2 separate regions of the Gossypium hirsutum genome follow, and region 2 is linked to region 1. Evidence: chromatin contacts called from public Hi-C data. All regions are on one chromosome and are shown on one strand. Each heading gives the region's core, a stretch centred on a gene start, on an enhancer-like site or on the middle of the called end of the contact. The rest is flanking DNA. Distances are from core to core; before and after follow the strand shown. Region 1 holds the start of LOC107948169 (a long non-coding RNA gene). Region 2 has its middle 26 kb from the start of LOC107948168.

Region 1 (6,449 bases), core at 209-2,708:
TTATTACTATTTTGCTTTGAATTTTTTTCAAATATATATGATTTGAAATTTGTGTACTTTAACATGGAATTAGTTATACTGTAACAATATTTTTATTTGATATGTTTAATTTTTTTAAATTAACTCGAATAATATCAATCGATTTGACTCGACTCAAATTTCATTTCACTCGAATCAATTCAAAAATATTTCAAATTGAGTTACGATGATAAAATAGGACTTGTAAACTCAATTAACTAAAAAAAATTTCACTCGACTCGATTGAACGTTTACTCCTAATTTTTTTAGAGGGACCAATTTTCTCAACATCAAATTTCGTCTATTTTTACTGTTAAAAATTGATTTATGTACATCAGCATGAGGTACATGTAGCACATCTCGAATCACTGTTTGATTATTTCATTAGCTACTCAGTTTTTAACCATACAAATTGATGAAATTTTTAACAAAAAAGATTAATTTACTCTTTGATTTAACATATAAAAACTAATTTTACTATTTATTAAATAAAAATGACAAAATACAATCAAACTTTTAATAGAGAGGCCTCTATGATACTTTTAGATAAGAAAGTTATACTTTAGATGGATTTCATTGTCTTGACCCTATATATTTATTAATGTATACTCTCTTTCAATTATATAACTACTTTTAATTATAATTTCTTAATTTTATAACAAGTTACAACACATTTTAATTTTATGAATATTTACAACATATTTTATTACAAATTTTTTAATTTTATAAGATTTATGATGTACATTTGGTTTAGTTTTGTAAAATTTATTTAATTATGATGCCTTATTTAAAATTTTAAGACGAATTAAAATAGAATTGAGAAAGTTACTTATAAGTTTAAATCGAAGTTATGAACAAAATTATCAAATAATGTGTATAAATAAAATTCGATCGAGATTAAAATAAATATAAATCTATTCTATTGTCATAATCTGAACTTGAAAATTAAAAATTTGATCTATTTAATTGAAAATAAATATTAATTTATTCAGAGGGTGGAGTTATTATCGAGTACACGTTGCTATGGCTTTATCTGTCACGTTGTTGTCTGGAACACGTGGAAGACAAGGATCTGCACGTCACTCTATCAACTTGCAAGTTCCTTCAATCACGTGCCTTATTTTAAAGGAAAACTAAGAACATTGCCACGTGGCTGGAAAAGGAGAAGCCATGAAAATCCCCTGTTCATCATCAAATCAAGTTTCAAATGGGTAAGTTCAGTAAAATGTTCCCAAACTACAGTTTAGAGTATACACTGATCCCAATCTTTAAAATAGTCTTTAAAGTATCAGTTTTGTATTAATTAAGTCATTCTAATAGCACAGTCACCAATTTAGGTATTAATTTTTCATTTCAAATATGCCATTAGGCATAATTAAAACACATCTCCTCTTATGGAAGTGGATGGTCGAGAATGTGGCCATGTGGCAAATCTTGATTGGCCAACAATTGAGAAAGGAGAAGCCGTGGAAATCCCTCTTTCATCATTCAAATATTTTTAAGTGGCGGTATTCCATCAATCAACTTCTTCTATAAACATACTCATCAATTTAAGTATTAAATTTCAGTTAAATTTTGACATGAAAATACATAGATTAAATTGTAAACACACCTGCATTTCTTCTATAAACGTACTGGTGGCCACTACGGGCTTCCGACGGCCCTATGGCCTGACCCTGGGTTGCATTCAAAGAAAAAAAGGAGAAAGGAGAGATTTTTTCTTTTAAACGGAGAAGAAGTGATTTTTTCTGAAAATTTTGACTTATATAGGGTCTTGGTACGAATTCATTTTGGCCTGGCTTCAGAAGCCCCAAAATGGCGTTGTTTTGAAGTATGACCCAATGACCCGACTCGGACTCCCTTAAGATCCACGCGTTTTTAAAGGGGAGGGCTAATTATTGCTTTGACCTTTCCACTTTTTTTGTTATTTTTTAATTTTGTCCTACTACTTATTTTTTTCTTTTATTTTTGCTATTTTATTTTGTTTTTGTGCAATTTAATCCCTCGACCACTATGGACCCATTAAGGGAAGGACATGTGTAAATTTGGGTGAGATAATTACCTTTTGAGCCCTTATATATTATATCCTATTTTAATTTAATCCTTTTATGTCCTTTTCTTTATGATTTAGACTTTAAATTTTGTTATATTTTCGATTTAGCCTTTTATTTCCTTTTTTATTTATTTACCCACTTATTTATTTCTTTTTTTGCAATACATACCTTAAATGTGATTTAAATTTCAATTTAATCCCTCATTTATTTAATGTTGCCTCTTTATTTACTATATCTTTTATTTTAACATTCAAAATCCTTGTTATTTTTATTATTAATATGCCTTTTTATTTTATCCCTTTTATTATTATTATTATTATTATTATTATTATTATTATTATTATTATTATTATTATTATCATCATTCATATTAATATTATGGTAGTAATCATGACACAATATTGCTGTTATTACCATAAATTGGTGTTGTTACTTCCATTATATTTGCATTATTATTACTCACTAGCATAGCATTTTTTTATTTTATTTTATTTTATTTATTCATCTATCATGTTAATATCATCATTTTTACTCGCAACTATGTTACTTCATTTTGCCAATCGCCATGTCATCTTGTTAAAATATATTTATCCATTTTTACACTACGCTCAAATAAACTAAATGAATATCGTTTTAAAAGTCACATTCATTTTATCTAACGTATGGAAAACATTTAGAACCGAGGCAATGTTCGTTATTTTTGGGATTTGAGGAAGTTGTGCTCCTAACTTACGGAGTATGGCATCTTCCTAGAACTGAAGTAATCAAATAACCTACTTAAAATAACAAAAAAAAGGAAGATTTAGGTAACAATCAAATGACGATTATTCTGGTTTTCAAGAATTTAAGGGATCGTGTCCTAACTTACGAGGTATGATATTTCTTTCTCGATTAATTCGAAATAAGGCCCTTTTCCATAAAATTTAATTTAGTTGAGTGATATCTTAATCAAATAACATTATGCAAAGAGGGATTGTGTTTTAAATTCTCTTCAAATTTTTAATTCTCGACACTAAGACATCAATTAATCAACTAGGTACCAATTTTGGGCGTTACGAGGGTGCTAATAATTCTTTATGCGTAATTGACTCTCGAACCTATTCCCTGGATTTTGTAGACCAGAAATCATTATTTTAGTAAATCTAAACTTTTATTAAAATGATCAAATTACGAGGTGATCTGATCACACCTAATAAAAAGGATTGGTGGCGACTCCATTTTCATCTTTAAAATAAAAAGTCGATCTAAAAAAAGGGTTTTGATGATAGGTTTCATAGAATTTGAATAACAACACAAATTTCGAAATTGATTTGAATTGAAATTCAATTTTATTTCTCCCACATCAATATTATAACTACATATAATTCCACAATCATTAGATCATACATTAGTTTCATAGAATTTGCTGTCACAATCAACCATGATGAAAAAAATTGTTTCCTCTAACATTGTTGTTTTATTTTTCTTTGTTTCCATCTCATCATCTAATGGTGACGGTGATTTAGCGTTTGAAAATTATATTAATATCAATCTTACAAAAGTTATCGATGGTAATGGCGGTATTCTTTAAAAAAATTATAGTCAAATCGATGTTAATCGCGTTGCTGGATCGGAAAGTATTGTCTTTGATTGTAAAGATGAAGAACCATATGTCGGTTTATCCGACGGAAGAAGATTAAAATGGAAGCCGAAATTTGGTTGGCAAGAATTTTCCATCCCTTCACCATTTAGGTACATTCACATCTTACTCATTTTTTTTATCTTATTCGTTTTTGTTGTTTTATTTTATAGTTATAAATTAGTTTTTCATCTAAAGGTTTTTAACTTTTGGTTTTTCCTTTAGAATGGGGAAAGGAAATTGTGTGATGGCATAAGAGATCCAGACATTAAACTGATATGCGGAAGACCATTGGGCTTGAAGTTCGATACTCAAACATGTCTTTAGTATGTAGTAAATGCCTATTTTGGTCTTTTAGTTGTTAGACTATAGGTGGAACGGCTATAAGATTGGCTATATTTGCAGAAGGAGTTCCATTCAAATTTATTACGAATGGCTTAGACATCGATACAAGCATTGGAATGATTTATTTTACTAATAGTAGCATTCTTTTCCAAAGAAGGTACATCTTTTTTTGCTTCTAAATTATCATTAATCATTGATTCTATTTAAGGGGATTTACATATAAATAATTAATAGGGGAATTTATATATAAATAATTTATATAGAAATTTTTCATAACGAATTCTTTAATTGTGCGGGGATGCTAACTTTCTTATAAGTTCTAGTGATAAAAATGGACGGCTGTTGAAATATAATCCTTATATAAGAGACCTATATGTTTTGTATGGCATTTAGCTTTTCCTTATGGGTTTGGTTTGAGTGCAAACAATTCATTTTGTAAATGCCCAAATTTGCCCGAGCCCACTAAACAACAAACAAACCAAACAAATAAAAAAAAAACAATAATAAAAAAGAATCCAAATATTCTAGTCCATTTACAATTTGACCCAAATCCATAAGCCCAAAATGAGGACCAAATTATGGCCTAAAATGTTTTAACACTCTCGGAAGAAACCCTAGGGTTTCTGAAAGCTTAGGCGCCGCTCCTCTTACTCTTCCATGTGCATTGTTAGTGCCTCCAACGCTCGAGGTTCGACGGCCCGTCCCATCGCTTTGACTCTCCGGACACCTACAAACATAGCAAGAAGAAAAAACAGAAGCAGTACGAAGAGGGCAGCAGAGAAACCAACAAACAAAAGAAAAAAGCATGTATCAATTTAGGCTATATAGCCAGAGACAAAAGAAATGTAATTTTAACAGAGACGGATATCGAGCAATCAAAAGCAAAAATAAAAAAAAGGGGTTGATTTTGGATTTGCTTCTCTTTTCTTTTTTTCCTTTTGATCTTTTTCATATTTTTTGTTTCAAATCTATTTCAAATAAAAAAGGAAGAGGGAGAGGATTACCGGATTCCCCGCGGTCGCAACGCAGGAGGGACCCTTCTCCATCGTCGAAATCGAACCCAAAAAGGGGTTGAGAGCCATCTCTTAGTTTTGGGGGCTTGGCCTTTGAAGGGTTTCAAAAAGGGGTTAAAAACCCCATTTTTACGCGACTCGAACCACCACCCACAACAGAGGCACGGTGGCCGACGCGGTGGTCCTTGATCGGACCAGGGAGCACGAGAGAGAGTGTGAGAGGGCTTCTGAATTTTTTTTCAAAATGAAAGCTGAATGAGTTTTTTTTTTTGGGTCAAAAATTAGCTTTTATAACCTAAGCAAAACGACGTCGTTTCACTTAGGGTGTTTTAGCGCCAAAACGGCGCCGTTTGGCATGGCGACCCGAGATTCGACCCGCTTCACTAAGGGATCCGCGTGTTTCTGCTAATTGGGATAATTGCGCGCGCGGTCTTTCCGCATTTCTATTATGTTTTAATTCAGTCTTTTCCTTTTTTTTTAATTTTCGTCTTTTAATTTTAACTTTTTTTCAATTCGGTCCTTAAATGAACGACGCCATTTTGGAGGAAGAAGGAAAATTTTCCTTTTAACCCCTATATGTCATTCGCGTGTTCAGACCAATCCCCCCTTTTCCTTTTATTTATTTGCCTCGAATTTTGATTTTAAATTCAATGTAGCCCTTTCCTGTTTATTTTCGCTATTCTATTCTATTCTATTTTTAATTAGTTTAATATTTTTCTCATTATACTTTCTTTTTGTATTAATTTATTTGTTTTATTATTATTACTAAATTAACTAGTTTTCGTAGTACTGTTGTTGTCATAATTATATATATATATATATATTTGTTTACCTAAAGTTATATATACATATTTATATCTTATTTTTACTATCTATCTACTTATATACCTTGATACAATTTTTAAAACTATTTTACTTTTCTTTAGTCTTTTTTTAGTCATTTTACTATTTTATTTTTAAAGTTATTATTACCATTATTATTATTATTACCATTTTTTATGTATTATTATTTGTATTATTGTTGTTATTATTATTCTTGATTTTATTAATGCATTATAATTCTTCATTTTTTATATTATTATTATCCTTGTTAACATATTTTATTATTTTTATTATTATTTTCTATTATCGTTATCATTAATATATTATTATTATTCCTATTACTATCGACATCATTTTATTTTGCCTTAAAATGATTCATATAGTATCTATTTTAAATAGTTTTATTGTATACTATTCTTAAATTGTTTATCTATTATTTGCTTTAAGCTGTCATGTGTATATTATTATTTTAAATTGTTTTCTTATGTTACCTATTTTAAATTGCTTCATGATTTTTACTTTGTCTTTATTTGATTATCATTATTAAAATGCTACATGTTACGTGTTTATTGCTATAAT
Region 2 (6,036 bases), core at 42-2,541, 90 kb before region 1:
TAACTATTTGTAATTTATTTATATGTATGCATGGATGACTATAATAATTAGTGAGTCTCATTAGGTGTAACTGAGATAAGCAATTACATTTGTGTCACATTGTTTAGTAGCTATTGTAATTAGTTGATCTTATTGAATAGAATGTAATTTGAGCACCTCAATTATTTGCTTCAATCCATATCTCAAGGTTGAAAATTGAAAAAATTACGCGTGGCAATTAACCATGATGACTTTTAAACAAGATTAAAAAATTAAAATCTTTTACAATTCTAAGAATGTATGATTACTATCTATTAATTACACCTTTTTTCAATTACATTATCATAAATAAATACATACAAATTCTATATGTTGTTTGTAATTATTGGTTTGCTTGTTTTGACCAATATTTAATAATCGGATTGGTGGTTGAATTAGTCAAACTGTTGATTCTCAATTCAATCGTTAGTCTAACAATAAATAATTATAAAAGAAAGTAAGAAAACACGATTTAACCGTTTCAACCACTTTTTATTTTTGTTTCAATTTTTAATTTTTACCCGATGTGAGTAGTTCACTTAGAGAGTGACTTAACCTCTATATCAAGATTGATATACCGAACTATTCTTAATCCAATTGATACCGATTCAAATGACAAAAAAAAAACTGATGAGGATATTCATGAGGGGGCTTTTTTTGGTTCTGTTATTGTCTTTTACTTGCTTGTAAACCCTAGTATGTTTGCTCATTTTTGGCAAATAAATCAAAAAGATTAATTTTAATAATTTTAAAGAGGTTAATTATACGAAAATATATTTATGGTAAAACGAGTACGATTCAATTTGGTCGAATTTTTTAAAATACTGAACCATCTTATTTTAGTTCGATTTTCTATTTTTTTATTCTAATTTTTTTTTACTTTATTTTGATAAAACAAAATTTATTTTATGAATTTTCAACATTATTTGATAATTTTTTTTAAAAAAGTTCATAAATATTTTTAAAAAGATTAAGTTTTCAAGTAAATAAAAATAATTTATTTTATTTTATATAATATTGTTATGGTTATTTTTAATATTTTAAATACAAAATATTTATTTTTACATCAAAAGATTTTAAATTAAGTAAAAAAATAAAAAAAATAGTTGAATTAAATTAAAACCAATTTTTAACTTTTGAATAAACAATTATCAAAACAATTTTAGATTTCACATTGTTTTTTTCTTAGTCCAAATGGATGGAAATAGAGAGCATAGGGTGGTCCAGGCATATGGGTTTTGATTTAAAGAATATGAAAATTGGGCCTCTTTTTATCAAAATATAAAGAATATGGAAGACCCAACTTTTGAAGGCACAAACTCACAATGTATAAAATTCCTTACGCAGTGTTATGAAACCTACGTAATAATTGAATTTGGGTACTTATAATTACATAATAGTCATATATTTAGATAATTATTATAATTGATAGGTCCTATCGAATTGTATGTAAATGGAGCACCCAATTACATCTTTCAATTCTTAGGTAAAGCGTGAGAATTAGAGTAAATATACAAAAACCCTATTTTTAAAAATTATTTTTATATAAGTTATAAAAATTAGATTATAAGTATGAGCATAGTTATGACAAAAAAAATTATTGTATTATAAATCTTAAAAAAAAATATATCATAAAAATTATTTGTATATTTTATAAAGTTATAAAAAAAGTATATTTTTTAAATCTTAAAATAAATCTATGAAGTTATGACCAAAAAAAGAATTTTTTATAGAACTGTACAATATATTTATTTACAAAATGCATAATTTATTTATACGTCCATACTATATACTATAAAAATAATATATTTATAAAAATATTATAATTTTTTTATTATAACCCATTTAACGACTCGATTCAAGGTTGAATTCCTTAAATCAAGCCATTTGAGAAATGTTAGTTGAGAAATTTATAAGACGAGCACAAGACCCTAATTTTTTTTATAATAATTAATATATATTTAAAAATATAATTACGTAACTGTGTAATTATGATTTGTACAATCAAACATGACATAAAGAATTACGATGTAATTATACTATATCAACCAAACATGTCTAGAGAATTACAATTCTTTGTAATTATAAGAGAGTATAATTACTACCATAATAATTATACTTTCATTTAATTATTCTGTGCCGTTCAAATAGACCCTTAATAAAATTTGTAATTTAATATATTTTTTAGGGTAAAAAATTTAATAAATATTCAAGTCCCAATTTAATAGTATTTGATACTAATCGTATGCCTAACCTTACAAAAATTTTTGGCCTTTGGGCTTTAATTGATTTTTGAAATGGTCTAATTCCGATTTTCGTCCCTACACTACACTAAAATTTGTGATTTAATTTCTTTAATCCTTTATTTTTATAATCTTGAATTTCCACACAATACCAACTATGTGACCTAAAAACAATAAAACAGTAGTCATGTAGCCACACTTTAACGGTATTATCAATTCGAATCTACTAACAATATTAGAAAATTAGATAATCAAATTATGAAAAGGGGAAACGAAGGGGCAGCCAGTGACCTTAGCCCCCTCCCTGCGTGATAAAATTATCTTTTTAGTCCCTTACAATTTATGTAATTACAAAATAATAAAATGATAAATTTATATTTTAATCATCCAAAAAATTTATTATTCAATTTCGATCCTTAAATAATATTCTAATTTCACTCCTAAAATTATGTAAATTAAAGTAAAAAGAATTAATCACAAATTCCACAATAGTAAAAAAAAACCACAGTACCTCTTTAAAACAACTTTTACATCAACACCAATCAATAGTTAAAAGGTAATATATCTCGTATAAATATAAAATTTATACATGAACTTTGGTTCAACATGCAATTTGATATATGAACTTTGATTTGGTGTAATCATACGCATGAAACTTGAATTGTGGTTCATATGTATGTACAAAACTTTGATTTTGATTCAATTCTACACATTTAAAGAAATAAATACATATATTTATTTTCACATTGGATCAATATAATTGATTGTATATCCAATATATCAACGTAAAATGATGCTAATTCGATAATGTTGTTAGTGATTCGTAAAAATTAATTCAAACTAAAATTTTATGTATAAAATTGCACAAAATCAAAATTCATGAGTGACATTACATATTAGATTAAAATTCATATATAACATTATTTATTTTTGTTGGAAATATATAAAATTCATTATTATTTATGTGGTAAGAAATAAATAAAACGTGTGATTTGAATTAACGTAGAAGCCAACAAAGCCATTAATTTATTTGACATCTTACCTTCCACTTGTTTTGTGTCTTTTTCACATGGTTTCTTGATATACCTCCAATTATCAGCTTTGCTCAGCTGCCTTGTATTTTATTTACATGCAATTTGTATCTTATCCTCTTAAAAAAAAAAAAAACTCACTCTTAATTAGGGCTGAGTTGTTCAAAACTTGGGTAGTTGGTCCGATTCAATAGAACTAGTATAATTTAGGTTGAATTTGACTAAGGATTTTTCTACCTCAAGTTAGGTTTGAAGTTTATTTTTATAATAAATTTTTAAATTTAAATTTAATTATAGTATATATATTAATATGAGAAATTATGTTTTTAATAGTTTATTAATATCTGAAAAATAAAGTTGATTTTTTTTGAATTAAATTGAGGTCCAATTCATGAACAACTCTACTCACTTTGTTTTCATTAAACCTTAAAACCCCTAATTTAGCTTCTTAATCTTAAGAATTTGCAAGGTTATTTGAAAATAGGGTTTAGTTTAGTTTAACTGTAATTTTGAAAATTTCGTGGATGATCTAAATTAAACCATGAATTTTATATCAAGGGAGTCAAGATAAAAAGGATCAGATTTTATGTAACGCCCCAAAATCTTAAGAACTTGTTTGTAAAAATTTGTAGTAATTAATTTCTGTATTTGTGGTTCTGTGTTTTGTGATTGAGTTGAAGGTCTGGAGTTCGAGTCACGTCATTAAAAGTTTTGTTGTTTTAGAATCAACCCACAAGCATGCTCTACCTGCGTAAGTTTAATTTTTTGTGAAAGGGTAACAAGAATGAGCCTGCTGGTTCACTGGTTACGCATCTGTCTGTATTTTATTTGGTTCCGAGTTTGAATCCCATAGTATGTGTCGAAACCATTTTTTTATTTTGAAAAACGGGGATCGACTTAAAAAATGAAAAGGAAGTCACCACCAATCCTTTTTGTTTAGGTGTGATCGGGTCACCTTGTGAACAATCATTTTAATAAAACATTTTGTTTTATTAAAACAATGATTTTGGTCTACGAAATTCCAGAAAAACGAGTTCGGGAGTTAGTTATGCACGAGGAAGGATTAACACCCTCGTAGCGCCCAAAATTGGTACCTTATTGATTAATTAATGTCCTAATGTTGAAAATTTGAAAAGATTTTAAAATACAACTCTTTTAAAAAATGTTTGGATAATCCAAATTGGATATTAAGATTCTCTTGTTCCGAAGGAATAAAATATCATATCCAGCACGTTAGGATACAACATCTGAAACCCTCGATACCAAGACCATCTCATGATTTCCAAAATTCATGCATTGAAATTTAAAAGGATATTTGGTTATTTGGTCAACGAAAAATCGAAACCCAGCACGTTAGGGCACGATTTCTCGAATTTCCAAACACGGAATATTGCCTTATTTTGGGAAGCTTTCAAATAAGCGATTATGAAAACTGACTCAAAATATATTTGTTTGGTTTACTTAAGGATAATAGACAACCGATATTGGGCAAAAGTTAGAATTGTAATCACGATGCGATGACAAGAAATAAAAGCATAATTGCAAGCATGGAATAATAATACATGACAATAATACTATACCAATGAATAATAATCATATGAAAATACAAAGGAACCAATTAAAGTACATACAATGGCAACACCTCGTACACTATACAAATACTAACATCAATACTCGAAGGTCAATGAATTAAAAGACAATTTTAAAAGAAATACCAAGCAAATTAGCACAAATAAAATGTGACAAGTTTTAAAATAAATAAAGAATGAATAATATAAAAGAAGGGAAATTTGAAATCATCAATATACAAATAACAGATTACATGTAAAAATTTTAAAAGCAAGTAATATGTGTGCAAGTTTAAAATAGATAAAAAATAAAAAATAGAAATAGAAATAAATAATATATTAAATGGTAATACATGAATGAATTTTGAAATAAATATTAGGTAAAAAGAAAATCAAAATACATAATATACAAAATAATATAAATCAATGAAAATAAATAATCTACATGAAATGAAAAACTTATTACAAATATATATATACAGAAATAATAATATATAAAAATGTTTGAAATAAACAAGAATACATAATAAAATAAAGTCTTTAAAAGAGATAAATTATATATATATATTTAAAAGAAAATATATAAACATAAATAGATTTAAAAGAAAATACATAAAATAATACAAAATCAACAATATAAAAAATAATGTATAACATATAAGGTATATAATTATTTAAAATAAATAATACATAAAAACAGGTTTAATAAGCGATATGTAAAGCAATTGAAGGTAAGTAGTATAAACAATGTTAAATAATATATAGTAAATAGTTTACAATAAATAATGTACAAAAAAAAAATGAAGCTAAAAGGTTAAGGATTAAATTGCAATCAGAATAAAACGTGGGGTACAAATTATAAAATGTAAAAATTAATAAATTATGAATCAGGATCAAAATAAACGCACGTGTAAAGGAGAGGGATTGACGGGGAAAATATCCTAAGCCTTCAAAACGCAGCGTTTCAATGCGGATCCAAACGAATCGGAGGTAAAATCCATGGAGCAAAAATTAAAAAAAGAAAAAGAAAAGAAAAACGGGACCACATTAAGAAACGCCTCAAAAGCGAAAGGACCGAAGGCGCAAATAGACCTTCAGTCCAAAAACACGCTGATCCTAGGCAGGTTTCGGGTCGGATCTCGGGCATGGGTCACTAAACGACGCCGTTTTGAGGCC

Evidence for each region. Hi-C and Micro-C count contacts between places; a contact is called where the count stands out from the background.
Region 2: a Hi-C map of leaf shows a contact between it and region 1, with 5 times the contacts expected there. The contact joins two enhancer-like sites. A contact is called at or near these places in 9 of 34 Hi-C or Micro-C datasets (anther, callus, fibers and 2 more).

What each region holds. Positions count from the first base shown.
Region 1 is chrA12:81,543,285-81,549,733 of Gossypium_hirsutum_v2.1, reverse strand. LOC107948169 (a long non-coding RNA gene) reads right to left here and starts at 5,312. Exons shown (of 2, transcript XR_001697253.2): 1 at 5,040-5,312; 2 at 4,526-4,762. Within about 2 kb of position 1,458, at least 3 of the 9 cell types and tissues checked have an H3K27ac peak or open chromatin away from gene starts, as enhancers often do. A contact at or near this core is called in leaf, where this site is marked.
Region 2 is chrA12:81,633,281-81,639,316 of Gossypium_hirsutum_v2.1, reverse strand. No RefSeq gene overlaps it. Among protein-coding and RNA genes, the nearest start is that of LOC107948168, 26 kb to the right of the region's middle. Within about 2 kb of position 1,291, at least 1 of the 9 cell types and tissues checked has an H3K27ac peak or open chromatin away from gene starts, as enhancers often do. A contact at or near this core is called in leaf, where this site is marked.